2 separate regions of the Mus musculus genome follow, and region 2 is linked to region 1. A link is a contact called in public Hi-C data. All regions are on one chromosome and are shown on one strand. Each heading gives the region's core, a stretch centred on a gene start, on an enhancer-like site or on the middle of the called end of the contact. The rest is flanking DNA. Distances are from core to core; before and after follow the strand shown. Region 1 has its middle 15 kb from the start of Gm51625. Region 2 has its middle 20 kb from the start of Gm973.

What was found. Hi-C and Micro-C count contacts between places; a contact is called where the count stands out from the background.
Region 2: a contact with region 1 is called in a Hi-C map of liver, with 2.5 times the contacts expected there. The contact joins two enhancer-like sites. A contact is called at or near these places in 2 of 39 promoter capture datasets (hematopoietic stem and progenitor cells and macrophages), 1 of 484 Hi-C or Micro-C datasets (liver), 2 of 115 datasets of contacts at active chromatin or transcription factors (both in embryonic stem cells) and 3 of 9 other capture datasets (adipose tissue, liver and pancreatic islet).

Annotation. Positions count from the first base shown.
Region 1 is chr1:59,380,718-59,385,430 of GRCm38.p6, forward strand. No RefSeq gene overlaps it. Among named protein-coding and RNA genes, the nearest start is that of Gm51625, 15 kb to the left of the region's middle. Within about 2 kb of position 2,479, at least 16 of the 459 cell types and tissues checked have an H3K27ac peak or open chromatin away from gene starts, as enhancers often do. A contact at or near this core is called in liver, where this site is marked.
Region 2 is chr1:59,501,520-59,506,516 of GRCm38.p6, forward strand. No RefSeq gene overlaps it. Among named protein-coding and RNA genes, the nearest start is that of Gm973, 20 kb to the right of the region's middle. Within about 2 kb of position 2,317, at least 15 of the 459 cell types and tissues checked have an H3K27ac peak or open chromatin away from gene starts, as enhancers often do. A contact at or near this core is called in liver, where this site is marked.

The DNA of each region.
Region 1 (4,713 bases), core at 1,229-3,728:
TCCAACACCGTCTACTCCATGAAGTTTGAGTAGCAAAGTGAGCTCAGAAATCAGGAAGATATGAGCAGAAAGTTATTTAAAAATAGCGTACATACATACATCTTGGGTTTTACTGAGTAGCTACAAAAAAAAAATTTTTTTAATGAAAGTAATGACTTAAAGACCAAGAATCTTAGCAGTGAGGCAAAACAATGCCAATAATGAAAGTCCTGCTTGAACCTGCTGGGGTTGATAATATGGATCTGTACAGATCTTGAAATTACGAGTGCATAGGCAGTCAGTCATCTTGCCCAGTGGCTGAAGAGACAGTTATGACACAGCTCTTACCAAATTAGGCCTCTTCCACTTCACCCACGTTTGTTCTTGGCTCCCGCCACTCAGTAACACCCATCTCTCCCCTGGCTCTGGCCTCCACCCTGGCTGGTACCCAAGCCTCCCACGGAGCAGGAGGCAACCCCTGCGGATCAGGGGATGTTTTCCTTCCCGTCTGCCCCTTGGTCCCCTTATGGTAGACGCCTCGGGTGTGAAACGGCACACCCACAATGTTGGCCTTCTGGTTCTGGAGGCCTCAAGAGAAAGCAGCAGTCCCTCTACTTCCTGGGGACCGAGGAAGTCACACTTGCTGGATGGCTGAGCGCTAAATGAATGTGTGACATCAAATCAAGGCTGGGTTGAGACCTCAGAGTTTAAAAATAGATGCCTGGACCTCCAAAGTGCTTGTCTCTGTCCAGTCCCACCTTCAACTCCCCTCTTACTGGTCTATACCTTCTCTTTGGGGAAGGTAGGGGTAGGCCAGTGGAGTAAAGTCACTGCGGAGTAAAGTCCCTCTGGGTGAGCTATTCTATTGCACTGCCCCTGCTAGCATTCCTGTTGTCTTCCTTCCCCTTCTTCTCAGGGTGCGAGCTGATTAGGAGCTCTTTGAGTTTGAAGAGGTTTGTGTCACAATAGTTCTGCTGCTGGCAAGTGGGCAAGCACAGGGAGGGAGTGGCCCGGTGCCTGGGAGGACCAGAGGCCTTTTGACATGGAGTCGGCTGCTTCTGGCATCTGTACCCACTAATTAGTGTTGCTGAGATATTATGACTTCTAAGTCGGGTTGTGGTGATGTGTACCTTTAATCCTAATACTCCGGGGCAGAGGCAGACAGAGCTCTGAGTTCGAGGCTAGGCTGGTCTACAGACTTCAGGACAGCCAGGGCTACACAGAGAAACCCTGTCTCAACCAAACCAAACCAAACCAAGCCAAGCCAAGCCAAGCCAAGCCAAGCCAAGCCAAGCCAAGCCAAGCCAAGCCAAGCCAAACCAAGCAAACAACAACACAAAAGGAAAAAAAAGAAAGCAAGAAATATTGTGATTTGTGTTACAAGCATTAATGCCACAAATGAGGACCTGGTGCTTTGGGTTACTATTACATGCAAAGATGGCCGCTTCTCATTTGAGATCTACAAGCCCTCCCAGTGAAAATCCTGGCTTTCCAGTCTGCTAGTCATCTCTGTGAACTGAGCTGGAAGTGCTGGAGATCTGGCTGTCTCCTGTTTAAACTAGGATTCCTTGATGAAGGTTTTAGGATGCCGTACGTGGGAGCAAAAAGCATGAACTTGGGCCCTGGGGTCTTCCAGCTTTGGTTGAGTCTTAGCTCTGCCCTGCACTGCTGTGTGATCTTGGACTCCTATTTGACTTCCCTGGCCTCCTTTCCTCATAAAAATAATAATAGTTGGTGTTGGAATAATATCACCTTATCAGGTTAATGTGAAGGCTGGTGGTTCACATTAACAAATAAGGAAAACAGGCCGTTAGCCCAGTACTGGGTCCCTAGCAAGGGATCCAGAGTGAAAGCTGTTGTTACATTATCTGATAACCCTTCATGAATGATATCTTCCACACATAGCTCCTGAGACATGGCAGACATACTGGTGTCCTCAGCAAATTAACTAGGTTTACAGCTCTCTCTGCTGGCCCTGGGTCCAGGGACACGTGACAGAGATCAAAGTCACAATATTGTCCAGCTCCTGCCTCCCTTCCTGGTTTGTAGAGATGAACAGCCTGTTACTCTGTCCTCAGAGTCAGCTGTGAGTAGTCTCTGCTCTTTGTGCCTTGTTTTCAGGAAGAGAGAAGAGAGGGGGTTCAACAGAGGTAACCCAAAGGCTAACAAATGGCAACTCAAGTTTCAAGTTCTCGCTCCGTCTGTCCAGTGTCCCTTTTGCCCAGTGCCCCCATGAAGATGTTGGATTGATCCCCTATAAACACCCCTTCCTCCCCATCCTTCGCCCCAGGGCCCTGCTATCTCAGAGGGAATCCCCTAGTGTGCCTATGATTATACGGAAACTGTTATCATGGGTTTACCCACCCCAGAGGGGAAAACGCCCGTGTTGATGGACATCTTCTGTTGACTGGCTTTCCTCCACGGGCATCAGTGCAGCAGGGGCTGCCAAAGGACCAAATTACAAGAGCCCAGTTTAAAGGTCTTAATTGGCTTTATTTCTTAGTCTAGCATTGAGCAACACTTCCTACCATAAACCAGAATGTGTTTCCTGAGCCAAGCAGAGGAGGCTGGCTCTCCAGACAGAAAAAGGCTGAAGGCAGGAGCGGCTGAACATGAGGAACAGATTGGTCATTTCAAAGTTCCTTGCCTTGTAAGGCAGGGCAGGGAGACAGAACAATAGGAAACTGCTCCGTCAAGCAGGTTACCTGAGGTTAGCTGTAGGATTAAGGCAGAGGGAATCTGACTATTGTGCCAGTTGAAACTGGTCCCACTTAGGAAATCCAGCTGTTATCTCCTAATCCTGATTTCTCAAAGGAGAAAGAAGTGGCTCAGTTTCATCCTGGTGGCACAGGACTTCAGCATGACAGTTCTGATGCGTTACCTTGGTCTTTGGGGCCTAGCACAGCTTGCACAGGAGCTTAGCCCAGAACACTGCCTCCTGGAACTTGCACGTAGTACTCTGAAGTCTTGCAGTAGCTTAGTAGGAAATCACCTCATTCTTTCACATACATTGAAGCTACCGTGGCATGATTGATGTAAAGGAAAGGTAACGAGGTTAGGAAACATAGCATTCTTTAAACCCATACGTAATAGGGGGCTAAGAGTGGCTCTATCCTAGACTTAATCCCATTTCTCATCCAGCAAGAGTCAGCCATTTTATCTCTTAACCTTACCTCCTCCCCCACCTTTTTGGTGCTGAGGGTCAAAGCCAGGGCCTCATGCATGATAGATTTAAGTGTTCTACCACAGCACCAAACCTACATCTTGTTTGATCATCCCGTGAGGCTCTGTGAGATGGTCCTACCCTTACAAAAAGGAGGACACTTGACACTCAGGAGGGTCCAGTGAGATGCCCAAGGTGCCAGGCCAGCATGGAGTGTGGGAGACCCATCTTGTTCTTCCTGGTGGGCACCTCTTCTTCCTGCAGATCCTGTACTTCCTGGATGATGAATTAAAAAAAAATAAAATAGGCCAGGTGGTGGTGGCACACGCCTTTAATCCCAGCACTCGGGAGGCAGAGGCAAGCGGATTTCTGAGTTCAAGGCCAGCCTGGTCTACAAAGTGAGTTCCAAGACAGCCAGGGCTACACAGAGAAACCCTGTCTCAAAAATAAAATAAAAATAATAAAATTAAATTTAAAAATCACTTTTTCTGCTCCCAGATGGCACAGTGAATTGCAGCAACTAGTAGAATCCACAGAGAGAACACTGCATTCCAGCGATGACTCTGCATTCTGGTGTGGGTCTATCGGCCACTCCCTCCCCAGATGGAAACTGTATGGCATAAGAATGCCTGCCTGTATCTATAGGGAAGAGGTCAGGGGTTGACCTGGCTAGTCTCTCTATGCCTATGAAGAGCTAACTGCACCTGCCATTTCTCTAAAACAGAGCAAAAGATCACGGGTTAGTCATAGCAGGAAGATTGGCATCAACAGGTTTTACAAGCCTGGACATTTGTTTTAGATCCTTGGCACCCATATATAAGGGACAGGAGGGAATCAGATCCACAGAGTTTCTCTCAAACTTCCATATATCCATCATACCATATATACATATATGTGTGTGTGTGTATATATATATATATATATATATATATATATATATATATATATATACATATACACATATATGTGTATATATACATATATATGATGTATACACATATACAATAAATAAATTTAGATCATAACAAGAAAATTTTAAATAGACACTAGAAGGGACTTTCTGATCATGTAAGCTGGGAGGATAAAGTAGGCTCACATAAGAGGAGGCTGTGTCTTCAGAGATTTGTAGGGAAAAGATCAGCTGCTATGTGCTGGGTGTGGTCGCTCCCAATATAATCCCAGCATGCAGAAAGTGAAGCATAGAGAATCATCAAGAGCCTGGGCTATAGAATGAGACCACGTTTCAAAAACAAAACAACTGACAAAATAATTCACTGCAGAGTTAGCCAGGGTGGGGCACTGAGTAGGTGAGGTTGAAGACCAGGGGTAGTGGGGCTCTCTTTAAGCCTCTAGCTAAGGGAAAATATATAAACACAAAGTGTAACTAACTTATTTTTAATTGAATAACCACTGCTTCCAATTTGGGATGGTTTCAACAATGCTTCTTGTATTTCTATTTTGGCTCTCTAGGGCAAATTTGACGTTTCCTCATAATTTATAATTTTAACCACAGTTTTCCTGAGGCAGTAAGTTTATATGGGAAAAGAGTTCACTCTGAATCTTAAAAAAAA
Region 2 (4,997 bases), core at 1,067-3,566, 120 kb after region 1:
AGAAGGCATCTGATCTCATTACAGATGGTTGTGAGCTACCATGATGTGGTTGCTGGGGTTTGAACTCAGAACCTCCGGAAGAGCAGTCAGTGCTCTTAACCACTGAGCCATCTCTCCAGCTCCAGACCGGATTTTTAAATGTAACTTTTACTTCATAATTTTCATAATAATTTCTTAATTGTTTATAGGGCATGTTATTTATTAGTAGAAGAGAAAGACACCATAAGTTAGGAGTCAAAAAAAGCATGGCCCTGAGAGCTGGCCAATCCGAATTAAGACCAGCCCAGATGAAACATGGTAATAACTCGGGGTTATTAATAGAAAAGTAGATTCTAATAGTATAGAGGGTAGGCAGCTGCCTAGCTCTTGTGCTGTTTAAGGCTTATTGTAAATAATAAAAGTTGTTTGTCTTTTATCCAGTAACTGAATGATCAAAGGTGGGGTAGAAACCCCAGATTGAGATTAAATAATTTCTGTAACACATCGGTGCCTTAAAGGGTGGCAAAAACTCACTTTAAAAAAAAAATTAATTTCAGATTCCCAAGTGAAAAACACACATTGTCCCTTTAAGACTATGAAGGTGGGGAGAATTGGCTTCTTAACAAAGTTGGTTTTCCCCCAAGTCACACGGGGTTCGGGACTAGGGCAAAAATATGTGCTGATTTGGTGCACATGATTGTAAGGTTCATAGTGTAAATTAAGACACAGCGGCACCCCCAAAACCGAACCAAACAGCACACCAATCAGCAGTCTTGGTGTTCCTGGCCTGGGGGTAGACCACGAGGGGAGGGAGAAGATGAGGAGGAAGAGACTGATCAGGGAACTGAATTCTCAAAGGTGGTAGAAACCCTGGATTGGGATTAAATTCTTTCTACAACAGTCCTATCCAGTGTATCAGCCTTCCAAGAAGCAGAGAAGAAAGCTGCAGAGACCCGTGTGGTGACAGTCATAGGTTGGGGCATCACCAGCAGCTGAGAGAACGGTAGGGAGCTGGTTTCCCAAGAGAGCTTGGTCTTGTTGATATCTTGATGTAGCCTCCCCTTGCTGTGACCTTTAACCTTTGTGAGCCTTTGCTACAGCAGCCCCAGGGAAGCAATGAACTCAGCAAATGCTTCTCAGAGAAATGCTTTTAAAAATAAGGGAATATAATGATTGCCTGAGGTAAATTATTTAGAACTAAATCAATATTAACTCCTAGAAATAGTATCTATAAACTATCAACCAAAATCAATTTCTCTCCCACTCTTCAACCTCCTAACTAGACTAGAGCCAAGCAGATAGTCAACTCATATTGTGGTAACTGTGAGTGAGCTACAGGCTGCCTGGCTAGTCTCTCACCAGAGCCAAAGGGAAAAAAATACAAAGACAAAAACCTCAGGGGTTCCTTGCCAGAAATCACAGGTGCTTCTGGAAATCTGATGGCAGGGTGGTGGTGGCACACACCTGTAATCCCAGCACTCAGGAGGCAGAGGCAGGCAGATCTCATGAGTTCCAGACCAGCCTGATCTACGGAGTGAGTTCCAGGACAGCCAGGGTCACACAGAGAAACCCTAACTTGAAAAACCAAAAAGATAAAAGAAAAGGAGTGGGGAGGGAGAAGGAGAAAGAGAAGAGGGAGGGGGGAGGGGGAGAGGGGAAAAAGAGGAGAAAATCTGATGGCAAATATGGATTCAGTCCCCAGGGAGAAAGTGCAAGTGGAGTCCTGTGTGTGTATGTGTGTGTAAACACAAGATTGTAGACACTATCCTTCTAGCTCCCAAACTGGAATGCTAAGGGTCTTTCATCTCTGGACACACCAGAAAAGAAACAGAATTGTTTCTCTGTTGGAAATGAGTCTGCTCCAAGGGGCTGGAGAGACAGCCCAGGGGTGAAGAGCACTTCCTGTTCTTCCAGAGGACCAGAGTTCAGCTCCCAGCACCCATGCTGGCTCATAACTGCTCATAACTCCAGCTCCAGGGACTCCAACTTCCTCTTCTGACCCTACAGCCACACACACACTTGTGGCAGACACACACATACTCACAATTAAAATTAAAAATAATAAGTCCAAAAGAATAGAATTAAAAAATTCTAAAGAAAAACAAAAGAAAAGAAAGGAGGCCACTCCGAGTCACCTGGAGCAGGTCCTGGTGTCCACTCCAAGCGAGACACTTAGAGGCCTGAATTCCACACTTAGCCTGACTATTTTTCTCATTCCCTGCTTCTCCCCCCTTGCAGACTCAGAAAGTGTGGTGGCTTTGGGAGCCAGGGGGCAGGTTAATGAGCTGATGGCAGTGGAGAACTTTACCCTAGGAACGGGTGCCTATGTAAACAAGGGATGTTATTAGACACTATCAGACGTCAGCCAGGCCCACAGCAGGCCAGCCACAGAGGTGAGAGTCTCCTGACTTAGCACTTTAGCCAAACTGGGTTCTTTCTCTAAGGGGAGAGTTTGGGAGGTCTCCTGCTGGCTAGTGTGGGAAACTTGAGAGTGGCTTCTAGCGTCCTCCTCCCCTACACCCCACCCCCAGCTACACAAACAGCTCATTCGGCTGCATTTGATGGTGCACCTTTGCTAACAGTCCTGAGTTTCACTGTGCACACATATTGAACTAGGCACCTTAGGGAGCCTTCCCTTATGATGTGTAACTTCAGTACGAATTACCAGGAAAATAAATCCCCATCCATGTTTGGTGCTCCAAACATTTGCTTTTCTTACCTCTGAGGAATGATTATATAGGCTTCCCCTTTCACCTGTCCTACGCTACTTTGAAAAAAAGAAGAAAACACAAAAGCACCAATTGCAGGGACATTGATATCAGGATTTAAAAAAAAAAATGTTTTTAGCACTGGTACATTGCACCTAAACCAAAATGTTTTAAAGAACACCTTTAACCACCCTCAGAGAAGAGGTGAAAAGCAATTACTTGACTTCTACGGGAATTTGGTTTTGTTCTTAAAAATCTCAAGGTAGGACTGGGTATGGTGGCATCGACCTTTAATCCCTTGGGAGGCAGAGACAGGTGAAGTCAACCTGGTCCACATAGTGAGTCCAGGTCAGGCAGGGCTACATAGTGAAACCAATTCTTAAACAAACAAACAAACAAACAAATAAATGGATACATGAATAAATGAATTAATGTGTGTGTGTGTGTGTGTGTGTGTGTGTGTGTGTGTGTATCAGGACTTCTTTTTTCATTGTCAGAATTAACAGAGACATAATGAACGTCAAGGAACATAAACTGTCAGCAGTAATTGGTAATTGCTGTCAATAGGAAGCAGATACAGAATCTTAACTCAAACACTTAAAGAACTCTGTTACAAAGAAAAAATAATTTGCCAACAATTATGCACTCCTATAAAGAGTATGTTCCCTGGTGCTCTGTATTTGGTCAACCTATGTTTTTGTTTTGTTTTGTTTTGTTTTGTTTTTGGGTTTTTGTTTGTTTGTTTGTTTTTCGAGACAGGGTTTCTCTGTGTAGCCCTGGCTATCCTGGAACTCACTTTGTAGACCAGGCTGGCCTTGAACTCAGAAATCTGCCTGCCTCTGCCTCCCAAGTGCTGGGATTAAAGGTGTGTGCCACCACACCCGGCGCTATGTTTTACCAAATTTAATTGACCATACCTTTCAGTTAGCTTAACGACCTTTCAAAGAGATTGCTGAATCTTAACATATGGAATCCTCCCTCTCCTTCCTCCCTTTCTCTCCCCTCCTCCCCTCCTTCCCTCTTTCCCTCCCTGCCTTCCTCTTTCTTTCCTTCCTTCCCTCCCTCCCTTCCTTCCCTCCTTTTCCCTCCCTCTTTCCTTCCCTTCCTTCCTCTTTCTCTCCCTCCCTTCTTTTCATAGAACATGCACTGAGCACCGACAGTGGACCAGGGCTGTCTAAGATGAGTGACTCATATGTGATTAGTGTAGATCATTACTTGGCCATGGGGACTACAGGGCTCACTCTCTATTGGGGCAGAGATGCATCTGGGAAGATGAAGTTGTGTTGGCATTTAGTGGAGCACTGAGGAACATGAGGGAAATAACAGACAAGAATGACAGCCCTTTGCCTTCCTCCTAGAGGTAAGAATAAGATCTGTGATCACTGCTGTGACACATGAACATGCTCAGTGTCTCTCCCCAAGCTAGGAGATGAATCTTTTTTTCAGCCTTTGCTGGGGGTTGGGTGCTGGGGAGGAGATATGGAATTCGATCAACTCCATGTGGTACCACCCTGGCCATTTGGAACTGAGGTAAATATTATCCATGATCCTTTCATTGTCCCTGAATTTTGAGGACTTCAGGCAGGGTTCTCTTTCCCTCTACTCATGACTGTATTCCTTTTGGGTTTCTGTCTGTCTGTCTGTCTGTCTGTCTGTCTGTCTGTCTGTTTTCAGTCCACCAGGTAGTGCCTGTCACCATATCTAGAGCCAGTAAAGAGAATGTAAAAGCTGTGTGCCAGGAACCATCTTTTAAACACAAGAACTATTCTCTCGCTTTGCAAAACCAAGCCAACTGTCACAAGTTCAGCCACGTTCAGGCCTCACTTTCCTACGTGGAGGTGTAGAGGACCCTTGGTTTTCTGTGGACTGTCATGCCCTCCTCTCCATGACATTATTAACCTGCAACCTCTGTGGGGAAGAGTCCTAAAGAACCACTAAGCTAAGACCGTGAGGCAAGAAAGGGGAGCACAGGTTAAAGTTTTGACCCGACTCGGGCTTGGATCTCACACCAGCTTGGAGAGCCTGTTCTGTGTCCTTACTGGAAGAGAAAAACAGAAGCACTCTTTTAATGCAAGTTCCCCTTCACTCTTCTCTGGAGTGGCTCACTGTTGAGCACGATGCTAGAAAGTTCCTTGAAACTTTTCTCCAGGTTCTTCCTGGGCCCCTCAAAGGCACAGTTATGACCCGCTGGCTGCAGAAAGCCCTGGCTATCCCACAGGATCACAAGGGATGGAAGAAAGGAAGGAATGTGGCCTTCTCTGCTAAGCTGTGAGCCCAGGTTCTTCCCTATCCCCTCTTACTCTGCAGTCA